Regions from separate parts of the Xenopus laevis genome. Here region 1 is linked to region 2. Evidence: chromatin contacts called from public Hi-C data. All regions are on one chromosome and are shown on one strand. The core of a region is the stretch at or near the end of the contact, and the rest is flanking DNA. Distances in the headings are between cores, read along the strand shown.

Region 1 (2,700 bases), core at 161-2,660, 69 kb before region 2:
CCTTTCTCTTCAGTGCAGCTAAATCGGGACTTTCCAGTACTAATGCTGGACTGCGGTTTGAGCTGTCAAAAGTGGGACTGTCCCCAATTGCAGCACATCAGGGGCGCTGCGCCAATGAGAGAGAGTGGAGAAACTTGTCTCAGGTAGCAGCGCTCCACTGGTTACCAGTGGCAGCAATAATGCATCTTCTGTTAACTTTAAGAGACAAATTTCAGTTTTTAAAACCAGAACGTTGTCTTTTCTAGCAAAGAGATCACCATTGCACTCTCTTGCTAGGATCCTGGACCCCTCTGGGAGATCTCAGGCTGCACAGGGGCCAGAATTAGTAACCCGGTGCCCCCCCATGTCCAGTCCGACTCTGATGTTTTATTATTTGTAGCTTTTTATTCAGCAGCTCTCCAGTTTGCAGTTTCAGCAATCTGGTTGCTAGGGTCCAAATGACCATAGCAACCACACATTGATTTAAATAGGATACTGGAATATGAATAGGAGAGGACCTGAATAAAATAGGAGTAATAAAAAGTAGCAATAACAATACATTTGTAGCCTTACAGAGCATTTGTTTTTTAAATGGGGGTCAGAGTCAGAAAAAGAAGGCAAATAATTCAAAAACTATAAAATGAAGACCAATTGAAGAATTACTTAACATTAGCCACTCTATAACATACTAAAAGTTAACATAAAGGTAAACCACCCCTTTAATCTCATTGATTTCTGAACACAGTGACATTATAAATAAAACATATAAAGCAACAAGTGAAGATCGTACTGTTCATATTAACAGATCTAACAGGTCTTTATGAATAATCCATAAGCAACACATAGACAATAGGACAGCTCCTAGTGATAATAACAGAAGTTAATAGATACAGGAGCTACCAGATCACAAAAATCAGAGACATTTTAAATAAATAAATGCATATTACGGGCTGTATTTCAATTCAACATGATCTGTAATGTTTAGTACATAACTGTAAACGATCTAATGAATACATACACACCAACATTTCCTAAAATATCCACACCAGAGACTTATTGCTGAGCCAGTCACACTGCAGACGGCTGCTCTGACACTGCCCATAGGAAACAATGGGATGCTTTTATTCACAACAAGTTACTTGTGAAGCATGTTCCTAAGAACAAATGTTAAAACAAATTAAAAAGATATCGGGGTCGCAGTGATTTTAGCACAATCTATACACAACTCCTGTTTAAATACAATGCCATGATAAAGGGGAAAATGTTAGTATAAATGGTTGTTACAAGCGATACAAATGTGACTGTCACAGTACTGACCTGCTCACACCCGCACTCCTCTGAAACTCTGAGCCTTCCTCTTCCTCCCAGCAATAAGCATTGTGTGTAACTCCTCCTCTCTCCTCTGCTTCTTCTGCTCATTTACTTCTGCTTTTCAGCTTAAACAGACTCTGGGAACTTCCCAAATGGCCTAACCCAGGGAAACCCTGCCATAACAACTCCTTTGCTCTGTTATTCCCAGCTGATACCCTGTATATTGTGTGTTTCTTAATTCATGGGTCAAATTTGGGTTGGGTCCACTTGTGTGGATAGTAATTCAAAGGAGATAATTAATTCTACACTCAGGGAGTTATTTATCAGAATCTGAATTTATCTGATTCTTGTTTTGATCTTATTTATTCATAAAAAAAGCACAATTTAGTTGGATTGGGGAAAAACTATATAAAATGAAGCAAAAATCCGATTTTTTTTCTGAGTTTTTCCCTGAAAAGTATGATTTCTTTTGGATTTTTGCCCAGAAATAGTCAGATTTTCAGGCTAATTCCAGCGCAGACCACAGAAACTTCCAAATCGGATAAGGCCCTCTCCCATTGATTTATATACAACCTTGGCCTGTCTGTTCTTCCTCAGGGTATAATAAAAAAAAATTTGGATTTTATGGTCACATTTTTCACACCCAGTTTTGGGTCCTGAAGGAAAGATGACACAATATTTACTAAAGGGCAAAATTTAATATTCAGGGGGTTATTTATTAAATTCCAAATGCCAAAAACTTGAAACTTGTTTTTACTGTAAAATTTTAGTGAAAAAAACTCAAATCTTTAGAGATTTATTATACCCCAAAGATAGAAAAAGTCTGAATCCGAAAATCCAGCATCTCAGACCTACCAAGGTTGTATACAGGGCTGCAATTAGAAATCATTGGTCCGTGTACAACAACATTTTTGGGGTCCCCTGGGCCCGGCCGGGTGATGCCCACCCTCACGCCCAAGCCCACCCCATATACCGCCCACTACACATCACAGTTAAAAGACCACACAGACATCAGCGCCTAAAAAAGTAACCCCCCACACACATAAGTTATAAAAAAAAAATTGTAAAAAATTTAAAAAAAAAACAAAAAACATTGATGGCAAGGGCCCCTTACAAGTTTAAAAAAATTGGGCCCCCCAAAAAATTTTCACATTTTTTTTTCAAAAATTAAAAACAAAAAATAAACATTGGCGGCAGGGGCCCCCTTACAAGTTAAAAAAAATTGGGGCCCAAAATTTTTTTTTTAAAAAAAACTTGGTGCCAGGGCCGCCCTTACAAGTAAATGTTGGTGCCAGGGCCCCCCTTACAAATTACAAAATAATTGGGGCCCCAAAAATTTTTTTTCAAAACAATTGGTGCCAGGGCCCCCCCTTACAAGTAAAAAAAAATTGGGGCCTCCCAAATTTTTTA
Region 2 (2,790 bases), core at 197-2,696:
ATACCCACTTGGATTGCTGAACTATTACGATATATTACTTATATAGCACCAATGCTCCATGAGATGGGGCGAGGATTATTACATTCTAAATTAATAAATAAAAAAACTATAATAATGGATGATCAGCAAAAACGTTATAAATGTCCCAAACGTTATACATTTCTCAGCCTTCCATTTGCTGTACACAGGCTAATAAAACCTGCTTACTCTCTAGATTATGTCGGCAGCTTATTGGCCTGTGTATGGGCCCTTGTCAACAGACTGCCTGACCAATAAAGTATGTGATCGGCAATCAGTCACATTGGCATGTTAAAACAGTAGTCTTCTGATGAGTCTGCTACACTCATGATACACTCACATATTTAAAGTATAAATACACATACTTATACTAAACTAACTGTAGATTTTGAGATCACTGTTCATTGGCAAAAAAGTAGTCCAAGCCACTCTTTAAAGGAGAAACAACCCCCCCGAGTAAATGCCCCTAACTCTTTACTTACCCTTCCGTGCAGATTCTGTCCAGCGGAGTTCACGGGCACAATCTCATTCTCTTCGGTAATCTTCGGTAATCTTCGTAATGAGACCAGCAAAGCGGCGCATGCGCAGTTGGAGCAATTTTCTGTTTTGCGACAACTGCGCATGCGCTGAAACTCGCGAAAATTGCTGAATCGCTGGAGATTACAGAAGTGGCTGAAGATGGCATCCGTGAACTCTGCTGCACAGAATCTGCACGGGGGTGTAAGTAGGGTAGGGATTTTTTTTATTAAGGGTTTGTTTCTCCTTTAAGGTATTAATAGAATATGCTCAGCAGGGCATGCCACAACCTCGCTGCCCTGACTGTGGAGGACCACCTTCTCTGCTTCAGATGAAAGTTCAATTTCTGGAGTTTAAAGGAGTTGCCTCTTATTCTTATTATTCTTTGTTATCATCTATGTGGAAAAAGATCTCCAGCTATCTGTCTATAATGTTTCCTAAGAGTTTTCCTGAGAAAACAACCCCAACGTTATATACTGAATTTAATGCAGCAGCCTAAAGGTTCAGAATCCGATGGTGGTCAGACAGGTACTAGGACCTGCACCCCTCCAGGCATGTGACTCTTTTGCTTGCACCTAGTTCTGGCCCTGAAGGGTTTACCATCTTGAATTTAATTAGAATGTCAGTGACACTCCCATGTTGAGTGTGCTCTAGGCAGCTATTGATATGGTAAGCTTAAAATGAGGATTGCCTCTAATAAGAGCTGATGCTACAGGGCTGGGTTTTTAAGTTTAAGGCTAATTGCACTTGTTTCTAAACTGGCATGTAACGAAAAACTGAATTAATTGGCAATACGTCATGCATCATGATGTTTATATTCAATCTGTACTGTATATTGTGTTGCCTCTAAGCTAAGCAGCACAGTGCATGTACACAAAAGAAGATGGGGGACAGATCTTCCCTGCTAAAACACTGTGGTTGCCTTGGACTAGTACAGAAGCCAAAAACATAATGTACTGCATTTCTACTCATTTAAACAACAACCTTCTGTGTGGTACTGTATCATATGCTTTAGCAAAGTCTAAGTAGATCACATCCACTGCCACCCCAATGTCTATGTTTCTGCTCACCTCCTCATAGAAGGCAAACAAACGTGTGTGGCAAGATCTATTATGCATAACCCCATGCTGGCACAAACTCATAGTAAAGGTAGTGTGATTTGAAATGTATTCAAGTATGTTTAATATTAGTACCGCTCTAAATGTTTTCCTACCACCAATGTCAAACTAGCTGAGAATGGGATCCATTTTGAATAATGGTACCACATTAGTAATTTGCTAATCTCTTGGCATCATGGCAAACATGAAAGAATCCTGAAAAATTAAGTAAAGAGGTTTGGCAATCACAAATCTTTTGTACTATCCTGTCCTGAATCTTTGTTTACTTTCATATGTTCTAGCCTTTTCTGAACTACCCCATGAATCAGCCATCCCTGTGGTCCAGAGAACAGGGGGTACGGACAGCGGGGTCTGCTTCCTCTATAGTTGCCATCCTCCTAATGTCAAGTAGGGAGGGCGGATGCAGGCGGGCGGAAAATGCCGGCAGGATGGGATTCTAGAAAGGAAAAGCTGTGGTCTAGGCCTCTAGATTTTTTTTGCAGGGGGTCCATTGCACATCTCTCCATTTCCATTTCTTATTTTTAACATTGTTGTTTGGAACCATATGGAATGTGAAGTAGATAGAAGGAAGTATTATTATCTAATATGTATAATATTGGATAATAATACTTCCTTCTATCTACTTCACATTCCATATGGTTCCAAACAACAATGTTAAAAATAAGAAATCAGTCTAATGTTTAGCCCACCCAAATCGGTTAATCAACAATGGAGGCTCATGGTGGAATTCACAAAAGTGATGTTAAGACAAATATGCCATTAAATTTAAGTAAAATGTCAGATTATGGCAGAAAATCAATGGAGGACAAATTCAAGGTAGGCCAAAGTCTTTTTTTTTACTTCACTTTTGTGATTTCCCTGCATAGTGTTTTATTTTTACCTAGTATGGATTGCAAATTGCAAATGGGTGAAACTTTAATCTGCCTACTAGTAAGGAAAAGTAACGTTCCCAGGTTTAACAGGAACTCTGCCTATTTGCTCCTCTCAAATGTGTCCTCCTACCTTCCTATGTCCCCCACCATAGACTTGTCAGCAACTTCAGGCTTGAGGGAGACAGGACAAAGTCATCAGTCAGATTGTACCCTGTATAAATGATATCACAGAACTATTTTATTGGCACATGTATATGTAGGTATGT

Evidence for each region. A called contact is a pair of places that touch in the nucleus more often than the background predicts.
Region 1: a Hi-C map of the XTC cell line shows a contact between it and region 2, with 4 times the contacts expected there. The contact joins the promoter of mlkl.L here to the enhancer-like site in region 2. A contact is called at or near these places in 3 of 4 Hi-C or Micro-C datasets (the XL177 cell line, the XTC cell line and animal cap).

What each region holds. Positions count from the first base shown.
Region 1 is chr4L:69,096,348-69,099,047 of Xenopus_laevis_v10.1, reverse strand. It overlaps mlkl.L (mixed lineage kinase domain-like protein), which reads right to left and starts at 1,410. Exons shown (of 11, transcript XM_018258067.2): 1 at 1,297-1,410.
Region 2 is chr4L:69,027,122-69,029,911 of Xenopus_laevis_v10.1, reverse strand. No RefSeq gene overlaps it. Among protein-coding and RNA genes, the nearest start is that of fa2h.L, 9.9 kb to the left of the region's middle. Within about 2 kb of position 1,446, at least 1 of the 7 cell types and tissues checked has an H3K27ac peak or open chromatin away from gene starts, as enhancers often do.